Regions from separate parts of the Mus musculus genome. Here region 1 is linked to region 2. A link is a contact called in public Hi-C data. All regions are on one chromosome and are shown on one strand. Each heading gives the region's core, a stretch centred on a gene start, on an enhancer-like site or on the middle of the called end of the contact. The rest is flanking DNA. Distances are from core to core; before and after follow the strand shown.

Region 1 (6,181 bases), core at 3,184-5,683, 100 kb after region 2:
TTAAGACAGTGTGGAGAAGGAGAAAGAAGGCATTTTTCCCTCTGGGACATTGGTGGAGGAGGAAGGTCAGCTTAGTGCTTTCTCTGACTCTCTGAGCTAGCAGGCTTTCACCCTAGCATCTGGCTTTTGAGTCTTCATTGGTAAATTGAATATTTGGGATTTAAAAAAACAAACAAACAATCAAACAAACAAAAAAACACCCAATAATCTTCATATCTTGAAAATAGATTATACTAATGTACGGATTATACTTCAGCTTGTTATCGCTCGAGCCCTACCTCCCAAACGTGTAGTTTCTCTCAACTGGAGATCTTCTATAGCTGAAACATGAGAGTATCATCCAAAGTCTGACTCACACTAGGTCCGCAAATCAGATTCACTTAGCTCCCTCTGATTTTTAATACCGCTGAAAAATAATCTTAATGAGTATAAATCGTTCCATTAATATAATAAAATCTATGTTGGATTTAAAAGATACAAAAACAACTCTAAAATTAATATGGAACCTCAAACAAAACAAAACAAAAACCTTGAAGGAAACAAAACCAACCAACCAACCAACAAACAAACAAACAAAAAAACAAAACCAGAAGGCATCAAACTTATTGACTTCAAAATTTAGACCCCAGAGTTGTCAGCTGTGGTCCTGGCATAAGGAGAGATACCGGCCCATTAAGAAGAACAGCAAACTCCACTTGGACAAGGATATCAAGAGTATACAATGAGGAAAGGACACATATGTTGAAGCCTCCCCGCCCAGCATAGCTGTAGCCATTTGGTTCCTTGCCTGCCAACTATTTCATATTGTTGCCGTAATATGTCTGTCCGTCATTGGCACAGAAAAATAACTTGACTCGGAGTAGGGGTCATGCTGACCACATACCCAGTTTTGTTCCATATGTTATAAGCTTTGTTAATCTTAAGAAATTCCACAACTATAAGCTTCCTGAAGGCCCCATCAAATTAAAGGTCAATATGAACTGTTATGTCTAAAATGACTTGAGTCAGGGTTGACCCCTGGGCAGCACTTCCAACATCTGTGTATGAGCTCCTTGTGTTTTTGTGTTTTTAGCCTTTATAAGCTGTCCCTGAGAGATGTCCAGCTTTGAGCTGTTGCCCTGGTCGATCGGTCTTGGGGATGTGCGTTCAGTAAGCCATTCCTGCTTAGCTGAAATTGGTGTTCATGTGGTTTATGGGTTGACTCTAGGGCTCCCACACAAGGTCCTGGTAATGCATGGTATTGGGAAGACCAGATGTCCACACACACAAGAATGAACTTGAAGTCTTATGCTACATCATTCACCAAAATAAACTAAAAATGGATCAATAACTTAAATGGAAGCTATTAAACTGTAAAACTACCAGAAAAATGGGAAAAGATTTACAATATTGACCTTTACAATGATTTCATAACTGTGACAACAAAAAACACAGGCAACAAAAGTAGAAATAAGATAAGCCATGGGTGCCGAATGAAATTTAAAAGTTTATGCACAGTAAGAGACTCAATCAATCCTGGAAAATAGTAAACCATTGGATGCTATAAAATACACAACTGTTCTGCTGATAATGCATTGATCACTACAATATATGAGAAATTCTATAAGGCAGAGCAAACAAAAACCTAATATCCAATAGGCTCGGGATTTTGTTGCTGTTATTTTTTTGAGACAGAGTTTCTCTGTATAGTCCTGACTATTCTGGAACTTACCCCGTGGATTAGGCTGGCCTTGAACTCAGAGATCAACTGTTCCTTGCCTCCTGAGTCCTGGGACTAAAAGCATGCAGACCCAGCTCAGATTTGAGATTTGAAGAGACATTTTCCCAAAGAATGCACATCAATGACCAATAATTATACAAAAAGATGATCAATATCACCGAAAAAAGCAAGGAAAGGCTCAGTGAGCCTTGACTTCGCACCTGTTGTGTGTCGAGATGGCTTTTATGAAGAAAGGGGAAGGAAGTCCCATTGCATACTAAATCTAGATGAGCCTCAACTGAAATAAGCCAGTCATAGATGGCAAATACTGCAGGATTCTGGCGGGTTCTTTGTTTATTATTTTTGCTTTTGAGCCAAGAGCTCTCTACATAGCCCTGGCTTTTCTGGAACTCATCCGCTATGTTAGACCTGGCTGGCTTCGAATTCACAGAGATCCCATGTCTTCCTCCCAAGTGCTTGGATTAAAGGTATGTGCTACCAATGCCTGACTAGGTTATTGCTATGTATCCCAAACTGGTTGGGAACTCTTGTGATTCCCAACCCTCTTGAGTACTGAGAGTTCTACTTATCCGAAGTTTCTAAAAAAAAAAGAGCCACCTTTGAGCAGCAGAAGGGAGAGCAATGGATGCCAGAGGTTGAGTCGGGGGTGGAATTGTTCATCTACACAGGTGAAATTCCAGATGTGCAGGGTGGATAAGCTCTAGAATCAGCAGGCTAGCACCATCCCTACAATCTGTACTGTGTCCTTGCTGAAATGCCTGTCAGGAACTAGAACTCATGCCATTTTCTCACTACAAGAAAATAAATAGCAACCAAATCAAACAACAAGTCTCTGTGAAAGCAAGCAGTTTTATTGATTTGGGCTATCGTAAGCCTTATTCCATGGTTCGTTTTCTCTCTCTCCCCTCCCCCTCCCCCTCCCCTCCCCTCCCCTCCCCTCTCTTATCCTCTCTCTGCCTCCTCAGTGCTGCCATTACAGTCACATGCCACTAAGACTAGCTTCATCTTGTTTCTTTAAAACCTTTTTTTAAAACCTATTTATTTGTTTCTGGGCTTGCTTGTTTGCACGCAAGCATGCAGAGAACATCGCTGTCCCTGTGCTGGCAGAGGTGGGGGTAGGGTGGGGGTAGGGTGGGGGTAGGTATGTATGTGAAGGGGTGGGCCAGAAAACAAGATGGTCTTGATAATGTTCACAAGTAACTTGGAGCTGAGGTGACACAGGTGCCAAACCCCCAAAGTGGAAAAGACGGTATTGGGCTGGACGTAAGTGTCGGGGTGAGCCCTGGGCTGGCCAAAGCCTGGTCTGCGCGGATGAGAGAGGAGGGTAGATCATGGTATGCCAGGTGAACGTGCCTGAAAATCTCTCTAGGGAGATAGTCCTGGAGATGGCTGGATGCCTGTAAGGCAGGCAGGCAGGCAGGCAGGCAGGCGATGTTAAGCTATTAAATTCTTTCCTTTCATTCCCCTCAGTGTTCCCTATCCCTGTCTGAAATTCAGATGCCTAAACAGTGGAGGATGCAGAGAAGGGCGTGGTGCCAGGGCTCATGAACTTGGTGTGTTCTTTCTGCTCTGTGGTCTGGTCTAAGGACTGTTTATAGCATTAGATCAGGAAAAGGAAGACCCCCCTGGTGTAAACCCTGAGACCCACCCCTGCAGATCTCAGTGTTGTCTCAAATAGGAAAACAACCAATTCTGACATCCTGACAGAATCCTAACAGATTTCTGTTTCTTTCAAGTGTTTTCGCCACAAATGTAATCCTTTTTCTTTCCTTAAAACCTTACGCTGTGGTCTTGAGTTCGAGTTTTCTAGCAGTGTTTACTGCCTGTTTTGAAGGGGTGGGGAAAACTGGAGGGGCTGTCTCTATACTGTCCCCAGCTCTGGACAAAAGCAGAAGCCATGGTCTTCTGCCAAATCGGCAAAAGTGAGCTTACACACCACTCCTGTGTGGATTCCCTCTCGTTCCACGGGAGCTGTGTGTGAGTTGTGGAAGCGTCAGCACGTTTCCCTCGGGTGAGTCAGAGTAACGCAGGTGCTGGGAGGAACGGCGTAGAGCGACTTTCTCTCAGTGGTTCATTGAGGCCGAAGTCCTGGCTACAGAGCACTGCCCAGGTGTCCAGAGCACCGGAAACGTACAGATCAGGGACAGCCCCTCTGACATCCAGAAGTCTGCAGATTCTTGCTCTTCATTAAGGAAAGGCCGATAAGAAGCGGGATCGGGATAAAGCAAGGGACAGGAAGCCCGGATTTTATTTCTGCAATATTCTATAAAATCAGGCTCTGTCAAAGTTTTGAGGCTGAAACCACCTCATATTTCTTCTGGAGGGGAATGATAGCCGTACTGATACTACGCTCTGGCCATTCCCATCAGAGTCCCATCCACAGTTATATGGCTAGGCCCCATGAGGAGGTCATATGTGTCTGACATGTCTGTCATTTGCTTTTATAAAACCAAAAGTTCCCCAGATATGTATAATGAATATAATGTAACGTTTTACAGGCCAAGTGAAAGGCTCTCCCCGAATCTCTCTGCCTCTGCCTCATTCTTTCGGCTATGCGTTCAGGTCACTAGGTCCTCGTGACTGAAGTGTCACTCTTGATGAATAATGCGGGGCCATGCTGAAATATTTGTGGCTGAGAGCTGGACCCTCGTCATTGCCACGCATTTTGTCACCGAGGCAGGGTAACCCATGGTAACTAAGCTCAGATCAGTTAAGGGGCAGAGAGCCTCCCCTCTACTGCTCTATAAAAGAGACCCAGCAAAGGGACCCTCGCTGCTTTGAGCTCTCAGTGTGGGCGAAGGTGTGGGAAGAAACGCCTAAGATCTCCGCAGCAGAGCACTCCAGCTGCAGACACAAGGCCAGCATGTCACCGAACTTCAAACTCCAATGTCACTTCATTCTGATCCTCCTGACAGCTCTAAGGGGAGAGAGCCGCTACCTAGAGGTGAGCCATCCTTTCTCGAGCTTAACACCTTTCTATCCCTTGAGTATTTAGCCAGGGACAGCAGACCAACTTTTGATCCTTTCTCCCTGGTTCACCTAGACAGCTTTCTCCGTGCCCCTGAGCATCCTAACTGCCTGCCTTTCTCTGGGCTGGGTACCCTAATCTGGTGGAAATAGTCTTCGACTCACGCATAAACTCTGAACTCAGGAGACATGCCCCACTGCCCCCTGCCCCATTTGCTTCTCTGAGCTGCAAAAAGGGCTCCCTGCTCCTGCTTCGCTTTCTTTCCCTCCCCCTGAACTTTTCCAGACGATCCACTTTCCTCTCCAGGTGCAAGAAGCCGCGGTCTACGACCCTCTCCTGCTCTTCAGTGCCAATCTGAAGCGGGACCTGGCAGAGGAGCAGCCGTACCGACGGGCTCTGCGTGAGTTGGGGCTGTCCAGTGTGTGGGTGCCCGGGAGGCGGGAGGCTAAGAACCTAGGACACAGGCTTGCAGGATATCTGGTCGGGGCGGGGGGGGGGGGGCTGGCTGGGACCCCTGGGTTGCAGCATCCACGCGGCTCCTTCCAAGCCAGAGCGAGGGAACCCAGTGCAGCCTAAGCTGGGAGCTCCAGGTTGGGGCGCGCTGCGGAGCCGGGGAATGGGGCGCGCTGAGAGCAGCTTCCCAAGACAGCTGGGAACCCCGGGCTCCATGCTCTCTCCCAGGGTGCCTGGACATGCTGAGCCTCCCTGGCCAGTTCACCTTCACCGCAGACCGGCCGCAGCTGCACTGCGCCGCCTTCTTCATCGGCGAACCCGAGGAATTCATCACCATCCACTATGACCTGGTCTCCATCGACTGCCAAGGCGGGGATTTCCTGAAGGTGAGGGGGTCCCCACTACTCGCGGCCCCAGCCCACGTTCCCCTAAGCGCGTCCATGTGGGGGACAACTAAACCTCTAAGTGCTCGAGTCTCAGAAACTCCCTGGGAGAGCCCCGGAGGCTGGATTCCTAGGAAGGGTCTAGCGCCAAACGCTGCAGGTCTAGCGCCCCTGGACGTCGATGGTTTAATTTCCCTTCTGTGCTCTCCCCAACTCCTGGGAACTTCCTAGCACTTGAACTTGCAGTGTGAGACGCTATGATGCAATCTGCGGCGTACAAAACATGGCAAAAATAATTAGCAGGAGCTCTCCAGGAGGGTTCGCTTGCGATCTGAGATCTGAACTCATTTTGTAATTCCAGGAGCCCGGGCTGATGGTGGTTTTGAAGTAGTGGGGCACTGGTTGGGAGAGGGATGCTGCCAGGAGGTAGAGCTTGAGAGAAGCAAGAAGAGGAAGAGAACTCCCAGCTCCACACATCCCATTTCAGCCCCCAGAGGCCACAGGATAGAGTTCTACCGCTCCAAGAAACATTCACATTTTAGATCTCCAAAACCACTGGTGAACCTGTCAAGCTTGTTAGAAATAATTTGCAACCCGGCAGTTGGTAATTGTGCTATGATGGACTCATTAAAATGGAGACCTGCGGTGATTTCTGAG
Region 2 (5,924 bases), core at 1,827-4,326:
GCTTAGGAGAGCGAGGACTGAGTAACGCAGGCTAAAGTGGGAACACCACTAATCCGTCTAAAGCACGGAATGCAGAAGGTCTATAGGAAGCTTCAACTTCTTACCACTGAAAGAAACAAAAGGAGAGAGAGAGAGAGAGAGAGAGAGAGAGAGAGAGAGAGAGAGAGAGAGAGAGAGAGAGAGAGAGAGAGAGAGAGAGAGAGAAAAGGATGGACACAGGCTACCTCCGCTGGATGACTCAGGAAATCAATTTGTCTCCAGATGATTGCTTCCGAATGCAGGGATGGTATGGGCATTAGTCATCTCGACAGCGACCCCGTGTGAAGGCGTAGTAATGAGGTAGCTGCCCCACCCTCAACCGCCGGGTGGGAAAGTTCTGGTGAAACCCACGTAATGGTCTCGGATCGGCTCTTCCGTGAAAGAGATGCCGCACAGTGAAACTGAGGCTGGAGTGGCTCCAAACATGTGCTTCCTGTTGTGTCTCGTTGCTGCTAAGGAAGGGAGCGCTGGGATAAACAGAGCAGACGCTCGCTCACATCTGGCGAGGAAGGTCCCAGATGTGGGATATCACTGGCAGTAAGTCAGAACTGTTTGTCTCAGTCCAGCAGGGGCTGGCAGGGCTTGTATCACGGGAGGCATGGGGCCCCTGAGTGCCTGACCTGTCTTTAATCGAAGACAGGTGCTCTCCAGGCCTGGATACATCCCTAAGAGTGCTTGATTTGGGAGCAAAGGCATGGAGAGTGAGACCCTCACCCAGCTTATAACCCAGATGTGTAGATAAACCACACTCAGGAAGCACTAAGAACCAAACCTAGGAAAATTTCTGTGCTGATACCAAACAGGCATGAAACTGGAGTGCTTATGATCACAGGCTGAACCCTGTGTGATGGCGCACACCTTTAATCCCAGCACTCAGGAGGCAGAGGCAGATAGATCTCTGTGAGTTTTAGGCCAGCCTGGCAGTGTGTTCCAGGATAGCTGAAGCTACATAGCCAGACCCTGTCTCAAAACAAAACCAAAAAGAACCACTGGCCATGTCATGATACAGGCCTGTGACTACAACATTTGAGAGGCGAGATTGCATGTTCCAGGTTAGCCTGGTCTACGTAGGAGATTCTGCTCAAAATCAACAAAAACCAAATAAACAACAGTAAATACAAGAACTAATAATCTCTTTTCTCAAGTTCAAGTTTCTTAGGATTTGAGAAGGATGGCTTTTAGCCATATTTATTTTGTTGGTGGGACTTGCTGTTCAATTAGTCAACAAAATCACCTCAGATCCCAGGCTTCTGGGGGATATGAAAATGTCTATTCACCTCGCTAGAGACAGGGCCTGTAGACCAGAGTTGGTCAAGTCCAAACTGTGGGTATACGTTTATTTGCCTTGCTTGCAAGAGCACGAACTAGTCACACTTACATAATTACTCCCGGCAGCGGGGCATGGCGGGGGCAGGCAGGCAGGACTGGTGATTAGATCTCAGGGGGAGAGTCTTGTGGGGGGTCTTATGACCTTCCCTCTCCTCTTTCAAGAGGAAATCAAGACACAGCACAGCCTAGCTGTTGTTTATCTGCTTTGTTGCTAAGACAACAGGCTCTGTGAGGTCTCCCATGCACAGCTGCTCTGCTTCCCTATGTCAAGCTCAGAAGAAATGGTTGTTCCGTGGAAGCTCGGGGTCTCTGAAGTTAAAGGGGTTTGGCAGTTCAGCCGTCAAAACCTGACCGGAAAAAAGAAACTGTCAGCCCGCAGGGCGGTGAGGCAGGTGTGTGCCCCTGGCTGGCTTTGCTGCAGCGGTTCATCCATCCATTCATTCATGCAATTAATGGAGATTGAGTGTCTCCTTGGAGACAGGATGGGGGCGGACCTGAAGCCAGTACCTACCTGGAAGAGCTTATAGCCAGTCTAAAGCTCGAGAGGGTTAGGGCCGTGGGATCTCAGCAAGATACTGGTTAGCGAGTAGAGTGTTGAGGCTTGGAGCCCAGGGAAGATATCTCAGCCAGAGTGAAGACTACAGCGTTCAGAGAAAGGCGGCCATCACCATGGCCCAGGAATGCCGCAAGAAGTGGGGCAGACTTGTGTGGCCCATGTCACAGCAAAGAGCCACTTCCGTCTGCCAGATTGGGGTCCCTACCTCTTATTCATAGGTTAATCTCCTCCTCAGCCTCTTTCTCATCACTTTCTTCATTCCCGTGTTCCTTCTTTCTCTTTCCCATCAGTCATTTCCTTTGATAGCTTTCCCCACCTTGTTTACTGTAGTCTCACCCAACGGTCTCCCAGTAGTGACCAGGAAAACAGTAAGACAACAGTTGACTCTGACTGAAAGTTGAGAGGACAGAAAGGGGTTTGTCAAGAGAACATTTTTGATAGTCTCCTCTGTATTAATTCTCTCAAGCTGTATAAGGCCTTCCAGCCCCCACACCCCCTGCCTGGGTTTGCCACTGTGTGAGACACAACTGGTGTCTAAAAGGCAACCGTGGGAAAGGCTGATCTTCCTTTACCAAGCAAGCGTGTACTGACGTTTGCTTAGGCAGAGAGCACCTGGAGAGGGAATGCCTGTGGATCAGTACTCCGGGTTTTTAAGGTTTCAGCAGGTTTCTGGCTTTTGCCCAATGTAAGTGGAATTCCAACGTGTTTGCTAATGTATCACTGTAATGAATGATGAAATGGGAAACGTGTCCTCACACCATTCTCTCAAATACACTTGAAAAACACAACATGTCTGAGAAAGATCAATGATCTTAACACCCTGAAATGATCACAGCAAATTGGTTTTTGCTGCCTAACAACCAAGTTCTCTGGCTCTCAGCAACAAACGCTATAATCTTTCGGAGGCCCTCAGGCCTGCCGTGGCTCTGAGGCTGGGCTCTGCTGGGCTCTGCTGGGCTGGGGTCCAGGCTGTGGGGGAGGTTAGATGGTGCTGCATGTCTTCTCCTTTCCTCAGACTGGAAGCTCCTGGGAGATAGTTTTCCTCATGGAAGATCACAGGAATGTAAAAGGGCAAGCAGAAAACCGGATGTGTCTTCATAGCTTCCCCTGGACTAAGTAAATGTATTGTGAATTCCAGCACATTCCGTGGTCCCCATTGAGTCATCACACCCCACCCAGGGCCGCCTGCGAAGCGCATTCCCTGGCCCACTCTATTGAACCACCAGTTCCCACAGCAGCAAAGAATGGAGAACAGTCATCTAATCTACCACAGGTGCAGTACATCTGTCCAGTCTTTGTTATGTGGCTTGTACAAGGCTACATCATGACCTAAGAGTGAGTTTATGCTCGGTGTGGTTCACACCTGTGATCCCTCCCCTCCCGAAGAGGAGGAGGCTCGGGAACCAGGAGTTCAAGACCAGCCTCAGCTACAGTGACCCTGTCAAAGCAATAGTAGCAAGGGTTGGCCTTTTTAAAAAATAGAATCATACCCATTGTATTTTTCTATGTTTAACCTTAAGCATGTATGTATGTGCATGTGTGAGTGTGCATATATGCATGTGTGTATACAGTATACTCGTGAGTGTGCATATATGCATGTGTGTATATAGTATACTCGTGAGTGTGCATATATGCATGTGTGTATATAGTATACTCGTGAGTGTGCATATATGCATGTGTGTATATAGTATACTTGTGGCAATGAGAAGATGCTTTGGGAGTGTTTGTTCTCTCTTCTACCAGTGAGCTCTGGGGATTGAACTCATGTCTCAGAGCTTGACAGTAAGCACTGTCTCTGCCACCATCTCTGTGGTCCGACCTTCCCCAATCTTTCTCTCGTGTTCTCCTTCCTCATTCAGATTCTTTTCTTCATTCCCACCTGCCTTCTTCTTCCATTCCCTCTGTTCCTTCCTCTCTTTTCCCGGGGTTCCTTCTCCACCATCTTGAGTTTTCTATCCACCCTTTCCCTACTGTGTCCTATAAGGAATAGAGAAAGCAGACAAGCAGAGAAGCAAATCATTTTTAACATTCATTCTTCACATTTCAGAAACCCAGTAGAATAAAACAATATGATGCAGAAGCAAAAACTTCCCAGGACCTGGAATATAACAAAGAGCTAGAAGCATCGCTTTCTGGAGGTGCGCCATGTTGCCGTAAGTGGGTAATGACTTTACTAACACTAGAGTTCTTTCTTTCCTTCTTTCTCTCTCTCTTTCTTCCTTCCTTTCTCTTTCTTTCTTTCTCTCTCTCTCTCTCTCTCTCTTTCTTTCTTTCTTTCTTTCTTTCTTTTATATAAGTACACTGAAGCTGTCTTCAGAAACACCAGAAGAGGGCATCAGATCCCATTACAGATGGTTGTAAGCCACCATGTGGTTGCTGGGATTTGAACTCAGGACCTCTGGAAGAGCAGTCAGTGCTCTTAACCACTGAGCCATCTCTCCAGCCCCTGATTTCTTTAAAAAACACAGAAATATTATAAGAATGTGCGTTTCTTTTAATCCCAGGTGTAGGGATGTGAGGCTGTTTCCAGAACGTCCGCAGCAGCTGACCGTGATTTGTCTCGTGCTCTAGCAGAGGCATGGTTTTTCCAGCTGCAGATAATTTTTGTGACTGTGTGATGTTTGGATATCTGGGAATTTTTCAAAGGGTACATAAATGTGAGGGTCCTGAGAGACAAGGTGGGTGGTCATTGGTTGTTTAGGAAGGTTGGTTGAGGTTTGGCATAGTCAAAGATAAAACAAAAAGGAAGATATTAGATTCGGGGATCTCTTTCATCTAGTGTTAGGGGTTGAAATGGGAGTATGGTTACTTTTGTGTCACTTAAGAGAATGCCTGGTGGAAGCTACTCATATAAGATTTATTTGGGTTATGGTGTCAGAGGCTTGCAGTGGTCCACTATGGCAGGGAAGGCATGGCCATTCATGATGATAGAGGTGTGTGTCTGAGGTGTTCACATCATTTACAGATCAGGAAACAGACAGTGAGACTAGCACAAGGACCAGGTATAACCTTCAAAACCCTCTCTTAGTGACTGACTTCTGACAGCCAGGCCCCACCTTCTAAATAGTTGACAGTCAGCTTGGACTGACTGTCCAAGCTTTTCAAACATGTCCCTGTAGAGGAGAATTTCAGATTCAAAGATGCCAGAGTTATTTTGTATCTTTTTTCTCTACTACCTCAGCCTCTTTCTTCCTCAGTGTGGATCTAAGTGCTTCATAATTGCCTGGCTGTCTTGTCTCCCATATCACAATGAGGATCTCCAGGTTAGGAGTGACATTCATCGTGTCTACTGTTGTATGCTCAACCTGCCATGGAGTATCACATAGTGAGTGACTGAATACATGAACCAGACTCATGACTATGCCCTATTCACTTTCTGTGTAGGTGGACATACTGTTTCATATGTTCAGTAAATCAGTAAGTTCTTTACTTGATAGATGAAGACATTAATCATCAAATTACTAATTTAGCAGACACCGATATATATATATATATATATATATATATATATATATATATATATATATATATGTATGTATGTATAACTCTCCATGTATAAGTCTCTTCAGTCTTCCCTGATGATATCTTTGGACATCACCCATGTATAACAGCTTCCAGAAGAGAGTCATGGTTGGTAATGGACTGTCTGCTTTCATTTTGTAAAACTAACATAGAATTAATTCACTTGCAAAATGGGTGTTTGTAAAACTAACATAGAACTAATTCACTTGCAATATGGGTGTTTGTGAGGGTGATTTTATTCATAGACTCACATTTTATATTGCATAATTTTTAGATAGTACTGTCTTTTAGAATAGCTACACAAGGAACTAAATATATCATCCACGGAGTCAGCATTGCCTTTCAATGTTTTATCTATTATTAAGTTACTCTGATTTGCTTAGTCTAGGCTCTGTTATTTAGAATTGTGTTAATTATGTATGAACTTAAACAATGTTAACCCATGTATGGATTCAGACAGCCTCAAGAACTCGAGTGC

Evidence for each region. A called contact is a pair of places that touch in the nucleus more often than the background predicts.
Region 1: a contact with region 2 is called in a Hi-C map of uterus, with 2.3 times the contacts expected there. The contact joins the promoter of Crhbp here to the enhancer-like site in region 2. A contact is called at or near these places in 4 of 484 Hi-C or Micro-C datasets (the C2C12 cell line, embryonic stem cells, nephron progenitors and 1 more), 1 of 115 datasets of contacts at active chromatin or transcription factors (embryonic stem cells) and 1 of 9 other capture datasets (liver).

The regions. Positions count from the first base shown.
Region 1 is chr13:95,443,083-95,449,263 of GRCm38.p6, reverse strand. It overlaps Crhbp (corticotropin releasing hormone binding protein), which reads left to right and starts at 4,433. Exons shown (of 7, transcript NM_198408.3): 1 at 4,433-4,664; 2 at 4,995-5,088; 3 at 5,370-5,527. The coding sequence starts at 4,584.
Region 2 is chr13:95,543,088-95,549,011 of GRCm38.p6, reverse strand. Gm32640 (a long non-coding RNA gene) reads left to right here and starts at 193. Exons shown (of 3, transcript XR_382764.3): 1 at 193-576; 2 at 3,063-3,197; 3 at 3,972-4,142. Within about 2 kb of position 3,076, at least 33 of the 459 cell types and tissues checked have an H3K27ac peak or open chromatin away from gene starts, as enhancers often do. A contact at or near this core is called in the C2C12 cell line and uterus, where this site is marked.